2 separate regions of the Nothobranchius furzeri genome follow, and region 2 is linked to region 1. Evidence: chromatin contacts called from public Micro-C data. All regions are on one chromosome and are shown on one strand. The core of a region is the stretch at or near the end of the contact, and the rest is flanking DNA. Distances in the headings are between cores, read along the strand shown.

Region 1 (4,834 bases), core at 1,637-4,136:
GACCTGATGCTAATTATCCCACAGCATTGCAGGCTAGACATCTTCACTATCTAAACTTGCAACCACGCAACACACACGCGCGCGCGCACACACGCACACGCGCACTTCTAAAGCATGATCTGTAAAGGGTGACGTTTAAGCGCTTTAAATATTAGAACACACACACACACACTCTAGATCTAAATAATCGACTACCGAGCCGACATTCAACAAACCTGATAGTTTTGAAGGATCTCGTGTCACAAAATGATTCAGGGTTTTAAACATATAATCTAACTGTGGTGTCAGTTAGTCAAACAAAGTCTGTGTTCTAGAGTATAAAATCAGCTGTACCTTATAAAGACGTTTCATTTGAAGTATATTTGAGATGTTAACAAGGCAGATTTATTGTAATAAAGATTAACTCAGACGGTGGATTAGTAATCTAGTTGTTCAAGCTGAGTTAGCTTTTAGCTAACCACCGAATGTTCCTGATTTTCGTTAAAAACACTTTAACAAAAACCTACACTAATATTCTTTGGTAAATTAAGTCTAAATTATCAAAGTAGCACCAAAAGCATTACCTTCAGCCGTTTGATCCCATGTGTTTCTATTTTTACCGGAAGTGATCAGTACCGCTTCTTCTTCCCCGGCCTCATTTAGCGTTGTAACAATGTCGTTTTGCGTGTTGTCGCCACCTACTGATCAAAGTGACACGACTCGAGGACAACGTTCAGTTGAGAATATACTTTTTATAGTAGCTAAACGTAAATATTTATTACTTTAACCCATATGTTTTATTTGGTAAACGTTTGTGCCATCCGTTTAAATTTCCTGTCATTGTAACAAAACAGGATTCTTTTAGTGAACATCCAGATCTGTTTGTTCCACATTCATCATGACCGGTTGTGGATCTTTACCAGTAGCACAGTCAGCCAACCCTTCTGTCTTTTGGCAAAAGGACAAACCAAACCCTGAATGTCTATCTTTGTGCAACTTATTAACATTTGGAGAGATTTCAATAACAGATGTCACAGCTAATGTACATAAAAATAACTGTTTTGACAGCTATGGTGTGAGAATTCTGTCATTAACAACCCACACTCAAACCTTATGATACCTCTTGAAATCCCAATAATCTTCCTAAAACAACAGTAACTGCACTTTCTTCGTTGTTTGAAAGGTACATATTTGTACCAATTCTTTAAAAAGGTATAATTTCTGGTTATAATCTCTTTCACTAAAAAACAAGCAAAGCTATACTTCTCAAAACAGATTTCATAGTTTCACTGTTCACCATTTTGTAAGCACTGAAAGAAAGTTGTAAAAGAATTTGCTGGATTAGAAATAATTAAAGGGACTGTTAGGAAGTTTGAAGTTTTATGCTCGCGATCTCCACTCAGTCCTAACGCGTAACTGCAGCTTAAAAAGTAAGTTTGTGCATGAGGTGTGCATGCTGTACGTGCACACTCCTTAATGAAAATAACAGCTGAGACAGTCCCGTGTGTGTGTGTGTGTGTGTGTGTGTGTGTGTGTGTGTGTGTGTGTGTGTGTGTGTGTGTGTGTGGCCCGGAGGACAGAAGAACACAGCAAATTAATGAAAATAATGTGCTTCTGTCTCTGCAGCTGCATTTTCTCGTCGGCCGGCCCAACGTGCAGTGTGTGTGTGTGTGTGTGTGTGTGTGTGTGTGTGTGTGTGTGTGTGTGTGTGTGTGTGTGTGTGTGTGTGTGTGTGTGGCCCGGTGGACAGGAGAACACGCAGCTAATTAATTAAATAATTTGGTTCTGTACCTTTCTCTTCAGTACAGCCGACAAAGGTTTATGATGGGTCAGTCCTCCTGCATGCTCAGATCATTCCCTTCCCTTTCTTGAAAAATTGTTCCAAAATGAAAGTTGAACCCACATCTTTTTTATCTGTGAATTCAATGCCTTTCGGCAAGTCTCAAATAAAAATGTGGGCATCTTATTACTGTAAAAAAATGTATCATTAATGTAAAAAAAAAAACTCCAAATAACAAATTATGTTCACACCCAGAATCAAACCCGAGTTTTCTGTTTGTGAATTAGACACCTTACAAGATGAACTGAAGCGCCAGTGACATTCATTGTATCTGTAACATTTATATCCTTGATGACAGCTGAAACAACGTCAATCTAAAGAATGGTTTGGCACAAAATGGCTATTTTGTTGCAAATGTGCAGGAAATATCTAGAAGAAAGTTCTACAGAAAGTAGCTAAGGGTCCTCATGTAGCTAGGTTTGTCACTAGGCGTTAGGAACAGCGACAAAGTGGCACTGCCTCTCTCTGCTGCTAAAGCTACGGATAGCAATTGCTACGGGCTATGACTGAGCGTGAACGCGCATGAAGCAGCCTGCTCGACCTGAGCATCTCTCTTTTTCTGTGATTTTACAGAAAAATAGGCAATCACAGTAAAAATGCCAGGGCTCATTCTACAGGACCAGGGCATTGCAGGAGAATGTATGAAGAAGAAATTTATTATTTCTATACATGTTTTGGCTGTCAAACTTCCTTATAGTCCCTTTAACAATAAATTAATAAAATGTGTTGACTAATTGATTATTTTTGAAAAGAGACATTGTACCCATAAATGTACAATTTTGTACTTTAATTTCTGAGTGTGTAGACAGTTGGTAAAGTAGCCACTTGGCTGCACACACACACACACACACACACACACACACACACACACACACACACACACACACACACACACACACACACACACACACACACACACACACGCGCACACACACACACACACACACACACACACACACACACACACACACACACACACACACACACCGTTTCATCTCTCACTCAGACTGATTCAGACATGTCAGCCTGAGGACGGAGCCTGCAGCTCACAGCTGAATCCACTCAGTGGGATAACTGAACACCTGGAGCTTAAATCTTCTCAGCAAAGTTCATTTCCACAGAGAACATGCAGCTTTGGCTCTTTGTGGCACTTGTGCTTGCAGAAATTGTCAAAAATGGTGAGGAAGTCACACTCTAATGTGGTTTATACTGTTGGTAACAAACTGAGGATGTTTGTCTGCTTTTGTGATGCAGTGGCAATGCATATCTATCACTCAGAAGGTATGTTTTTATAAGAGATTTTATTCCTGGAACACTGTTTTTATTTGATTTGTCAGACAACACAGTTTTTTTTTTTGGTTGGTTTGTTTGTTTTGACTTGCTGTAACACAGAAATGTCCAGGCTAGATAATTGCTGTACCCTACTCACTAAGATTTGTTCTACCTTTATTTATTTTTAAATTTAAAACTATTTAAATTCATTTTACTGGTGATTATTTTTGTCGCATAGCTCCTCTACTAGTTTGAGGATTTCATTTCTGAAATGACAATATGATTCCTTCAGAGCTGAGGAGTGGTGTAACGTCACTTGTGGTGGAGCGAGACGTCATGCTATTGGTAACAAAATTGTACATCAAATATTTCTTTTGGTCTTTAAAAAAAGTGTTTAATTGGATTAGTGTGTGTGTGTGTTTGGTTAAAAAAATGTAACTTAATTGAAGCCCTGGCCTAGTGTCAATAAGTCAAACATTTTAAATGACTACATCATTTTGACTACATGTTTTTCCTCAGAAAAGGCCAAATCAAACAGATCTGAATTTTCCTCATCCTTGTGAAGAAGTAACACCGTATCGAAAGGTAAGTACTTAACAAAGTGAGCCACATCTGCAACATAATACAATGTTAACTCGGACTGCATTATTTTTCTTTAACTGGACAGTTTCATTTTTGCAAAACTGTCTCGGATAAATACATTTCAGTGCAACTGAACTCAAACGCACCATGATGTGTTTTATTTTTCCACAAAGATACACAATCAATGATGAGCAGGGGTCTGCTTCTAGACTTACAGAAAAGGGACACACAACAATACAACAGGAGCAAGCTATCACTGTATCAATGAACACATGTATTTAATTTTTCTAATGGTCACCCTCTGGGTTGACAAGGTGGTGTGTGAAAAGTTTGAACATAGCCTCTTGGGTGTGACGACATTCAAACGTTGCAGCTTCAGCATCATGACTGACTCTCATCTAGACCTTTTCAGTCTGAAAGGTTTGATCCAAACCAAAATTGGATTAAAATTGGTGCTCATGTAATCTGAAATGTTTCTAATTTCCTAGAAGTTCTGAGGCCAAGTAGGACATCTGTCCTGTTTATCCTACCTGTGTTTGCTCTACAGAAGAGGAATGCTGTGGGAATTCCTTGGCCAACAAAAAACATACCATATGAAATAAGTTCAGAAATGGGTAAGACATAAGATTTTCACCCCCCAGTTAGTGAATCCTTGTTTCATTGCTGCTTTCATGTGCAGAGAACCAAATGCCTGACATCCTGGCTGCTATGGAAATGATCTCCAACCACACCTGCATCTCTTTCCACGAGAGGAAACCTGATGAGCCCAACTACTTGTTCTACAAAGTCTCTGAAAGGTGTGAAGAGTAAACACTGGTAGGAGGTTTACTAAATCAGGAGGACTCATCACATCTCCATGGTGATTCAAACGGGGCTAAAAATCTGCTTAGTGTACTTTTCAGAATGTAACTTTAAAGCCATAAAATTTTAAAGATTACATTTTAGTCCTTGGGGGGGGTTGTCCTATTTTTGGTCGAACTTTGCTCATCACCTAGCAGGTGGAGTAGTTTAAAGACCACAAGATGAGTTGATATTTTTATGAACTGTGAAGAAATCTGATAAAAAAAACAGGCATTTTTCAAACAATTCATTTGCAAAGGAGCACTAGGTGGACTGCATTTATCACTGCTCAGCTCAGAGCTGCTATCATGGCTTGTTTAC
Region 2 (4,834 bases), core at 767-3,266, 190 kb after region 1:
TATATAAAGTTGATTTACTAGCATAGATCCTATAGATATCGGAAGCAGGAATGAGTGTACAAAAGTGAAATCTTAAGCCAGAATTATATACTTCTGATAAGCAATAATTATTTAATGTGAAATTAATATTGCTGAGGAATTTAAATGTTGCATAAAAGCATTAGCATGAAATCTTGTTTTAATAGTGTAATGACTATATAAACACTCTGTTTGCAGTGTGATTTACTGTTAATTTATCTGTCTGGGCAAAACTAAGCTTTTTGCCAACTGAGGTCACTCAAAAAAAAACACGTAAAGCATTACAAATTTTAATCCCAACAGATCTGAATGATCCTTTAATTGTTAAACTCCTGGCTGGGATTTGGTCAGACCTACAAGAACCTGAAGTGTTCTAGATATTTATTAGCTCATAATCCAGGAGGAATTAACTGTTTAGGTCAAAATCAGAATTATTTTTCAAATGGGTAAAATGGATTGATCGGGATTAAAAATAAATTTCATAAACTACTCACTCAAACTAAAACTGAATTTTATTATCCTGACACTAGACTTTTATAAGTAATTAAGAACCACAATGTTTCATAATTTTTACAGAAGTTACATTTTAACACTTTAAACATCAATTTTTCTTTTACGTTATTAAGAAGTCAAATAGCATTTTATTTAATTGAGAAACACCTTTACAACATCTTACACCGCCTGACAGATGAAACTTACAATCATAATCATCTTGGAAAAAAATATGAAGAAATTTGATTTTTCCTGCAAAAAAAAAATACACACAACTCACAATTGGGCTTTAAAAACAACAAATTCATGGAGCCTTTCAGGAGTGGGCCTTTACATTTAAAACAAATGTAAGTCCACTTTTACAAATGAATTTTCCAGATTAAACCTGGACTAATAAATACAAGTTGTATTTTATTAAACATGTTCCAAGTGCATCTATTTCCAGAAAAGAACGCTGATCAGAGTTAACAGACTTGTGCTGCATCACAGAGCAATGAGGGTCCAAACATCTCCATGGTCTCTATAACAAGCGATAGATGATCTAGAAATGAGCTGACAGACACTCTGAGGATCCGAGCTTCGTCTGCACTCCACCTCCTGAAACACAGCGACACACGTTCAGAGGGATGAATGGACTCAGCACTGAGAACAGGATGAGGGAGAAAGCCTCACACAGACAGAGTGCTGCCAGAAACGCTCAGCTGTTTGCTTATGCCACCTCTTCTCGGTTCCTGATCAGGAGACAGAGATCGTAAAGCGATGAGCGCCTCGTGGGATGATGGGAAAGGAACATCCAGAGAGCTGCTAGACAATCAAGGAAGACTGTACAACAAGATAGAACCCAAGCATTAAAGCTGGAAAAAAATCTAACTTTTACATGCTCTTATTTTCCATGTATTCGACACTAAAACGACGAGTTCATTTGTTAGATATGTTGGTGTTCTCTAATAAAACTGATCTGTATTCTCCACTTGGTGACACTCAGATTTAAGGTTAAAACGTGTTTTATGATGGTTTCTCCCTAAAAATAAAGAGCCTGGGGATCTGGGGTCCGATCGGAGGGCGTACATCTACCGAAGACAAATTCCTTGTAAATGTAATTTTACTTGGCCAATAAATCTGAAATCTACTGGCGAGATCCAAAACAAACAATTTCAATCATGACAAATGGAGCAGGTAGCACGATTCTAAATATTCAACATCTTCAAAATGTATACACCCAAAATACACACCACCCGCTACACGTGAATTAAATTCACAGAATAAATTCACAGAAAAAGCACGCAAAAGAACAACTGAGCCTCTCCATGACTGTGTTGTTTTAATCGATCTGCAAACTAAAAACTAAAACGATTAAAAACAATAAAAGCCCACAGCTCGTATGTATCTCTGAGGTAAACGTTTGAGCATTAAGTTAAAGGATACAACTCCAGTTTGCCTGCTTCCAAATTTGAATCTCCGCCGGTCGCCATCGCTGTAGTTATGTTTAAGCATGTAAACCGGAAAAGGAAGTGATGTCAACGTGTGGGCTTATGAGGTGCTCCCTCTAGCGACGGGTGGTGGTTCTACAACACAAACAGCAACAGATAGGATGGCATTGGTCTCGGACTGACAAAAAACACTGCTGCTGTTTCAAACAGATGTTGATGAATCGAAGTACAGACAGCGTTGTCCAGCTGTAGATCCACTAAATGAACATCTTGATTTAAAATAACTTAAATAATTCACCCTTTATTCTGTTGCTGCTCAGAAATACTTTATAAAGTCAAATAAATGGGGTTTCTATACCACAGCAGGTCATCCTTTACTCATTCTGCAAAGCTAACCTTGGTCAAAATGACAATCCTTCCCATCTTAGATTACAGTAATATCATTTATAGGACTGCTTCCAAAAATCTACATAAACTCAATGTCATTCATCACTCAGAAATCCGTTTTGTCACTGGTGCCCCTTTCACTACTCGTCTACATGTGCCATATTTCCCTTATCAGATTCAACCAGCTGAGTGGTTTTGTGGTATGAGCATCCATACTGAGACTGAGAGATCAGGTTCAATTCCTGGTTGGGTCATGCCAAAAAATGGGACCCAAAGCCTCCCTGCTTAGCACTCAGCTTTAAGGGTTGGATTGGGGGGTTAAACCACCAAATGGTTCCTGAGCACAGTGTGTCTGCAGCTCACCACTCCCTCAGGGGATGGGCAAATGTGGAGAACAAATTTCGCACACACACATCACTGTGTGTGACAACTAATGGGACTTTAAATTTTAACTTTAAATCTTGGTTGATCAGAAATCCCCAATCTCTGTTTACATGGATACTCACTGAAACGATCTAATCATGCAGTGAGTATACATACACCGAGCATCCAGTCAGGTTTAAAAGGTTGAGCATGTACAGATTTGTCTTTCCCAGAAAAAAATGTTAACAAACACCATCTTGTCCGCACGTTGCATTTTATTTTCTTATTCTCTAGCTTTGTTAGTTGATTTAAGGTCCCCCCCTGGGTTTTTACCTGTATGCGTTTGTTTTTAGTGATTGTTTTATCTAAGCTGCAGGCTCAGGGGTATGTAACGTTACTGTTCCTCTGCCACAGAGGAGGAGAGCAGGATAACTTCTGTTTACCTACTGCCATGTTTTTGGCTTGTCCTGAGCATCTGTAAAGGTGGAAAAACAGCACACTGAAGTTGCGCATATGCGCAGTGGGCATTATTTTACTCCAACAATCCGAAAGGATTATGTATATGGACGTCAATCAGAATGGTGCTTGGACAAACCACCTCTCTCAATCAGAATGAAATTTCATTCCGGTCAGACTTGATACGGAAAGCCGTACCGGGTCAGAATATTCCAAATGGCATGTTTACATGAAGAATTTTTGATCTGATAGGGAACTCATTTGGATTATTGTGCCCATGTAAACGTAGCTATTGTGATGTGTACTCACTCGTTAACTGGCCATCACTCCATTCCTGCAGGTTGTTACATTGAAATCAATTCATATACAAAACAGTCATTGGTAGAATCCCGTCTTCTCTTCGCTCAGTACCCTTCACTTCCAAAAACCAGTGCAATTTACATTCCAGTAACTTAATCACTACGGTAATTCCCAAAGTTCGCACCTCCTTCGGCCGCTCCTCATTCCAGTTTGCTGCTTCCAATGACTGGAATGAGCTGCAAAAATCACAGAAGCTCACTACCTACATACCATTATCTACCATCAATAATTCATTACAATCAATAGTTTCTGATCAATGTGCGTGCATCTGAGTACTTAAAAATTGTTTTAAATCCATTTTGATTGCTTGTACATACTGTACATGAGAACAATATTTTTGTCTTTTATTTTATAAATTTTTAATCTCATTCTTATCTTGTTTGTTTTTATCTTATGTTTATTGTTTCCTGGTGTAAAGCTAGTTATGTGTTTTAACACCCACACTTTTTCTAATGAGGTTAAACACGCACAACTTTCTCACAGTTTAGCTCTAAAACTTTGCTTTCAGTCTGGTACCTCTGTGTTTCTCTGTGTTTGTCCTCTTCCCCTCCCTCTCCTGTTGATAATTGAAACCTATATATATATATATATATATATATATATATATATATATATATATATATATATATATATATATATATATAGTATATATGCATATACATATGTGTGGGTTTCTTTTTGGATACTTTTTGAATGCTTTGGGTTGTCTATTGATTTGCATGCATGTTCGATAAAGAAAGAAAGAAAGAAAGAAACCTGCACCTTTGTGCACCGGTGAGGAGCCAAGATGGCGACAGAGACGGACGTTTCACTTCATGGCTAAGCGGATAGGAGCAGCTATATCCCCTCCCAACTGCAATACTTAAACTTATTGTGAGTTGTTGACCTCCTAGAGTGTTCACCCAGAGCTTATCTCCTTATGTGATTGAAAATATTCCGAATTTTTCTTTTTTTTTTTTTACTGCACACCTCGATGAGCGGTAGCTAGTTAGCAAAATGAGAATGGTCCAGATACCGTTAACGCCACCATGTCCTGGAATACTCAAGGACATAAGAGGAAGGAAAAAGAAGCTAGTTCTAAACCAAAACTCCTAACCAAAAGCCTAATGAAAGAGATGAATAAAGATAATGATGCAGGCAGCTCAAAATCCACTCTTAGAGACAACAAATGGGATTATGACTACAACCACAGTCTAAGCCCAGAGCTGACGCCGGTGCCGAACTCCAACCCAGATACTCCAGACAGACCTGTTGATAATAAGCAAAAAAGTGATATAACTCTTGTTGATTTGCAGAACAACATTGCTGCACTAATTAATGAATGCTCA

What was found. Hi-C and Micro-C count contacts between places; a contact is called where the count stands out from the background.
Region 2: a Micro-C map of tail fin shows a contact between it and region 1, with 9 times the contacts expected there. The contact joins the promoter of LOC107394781 here to the promoter of LOC107395303 in region 1. A contact is called at or near these places in 2 of 2 Hi-C or Micro-C datasets (skeletal muscle and tail fin).

Annotation. Positions count from the first base shown.
Region 1 is chr6:37,618,047-37,622,880 of NfurGRZ-RIMD1, forward strand. LOC107395303 (zinc metalloproteinase nas-14) reads left to right here and starts at 2,887. Exons shown (of 9, transcript XM_015974668.3): 1 at 2,887-2,997; 2 at 3,384-3,436; 3 at 3,611-3,676; 4 at 4,221-4,287; 5 at 4,353-4,470. The coding sequence starts at 2,946. It overlaps zcchc9 (zinc finger, CCHC domain containing 9), which reads right to left and starts at 680. Exons shown (of 6, transcript XM_015973903.3): 1 at 564-680.
Region 2 is chr6:37,810,381-37,815,214 of NfurGRZ-RIMD1, forward strand. It overlaps LOC107394781 (L antigen family member 3-like), which reads right to left and starts at 2,017. Exons shown (of 3, transcript XM_015973877.3): 1 at 1,936-2,017; 2 at 1,183-1,311; 3 at 640-1,107. The coding sequence starts at 1,982. The coding sequence ends at 975.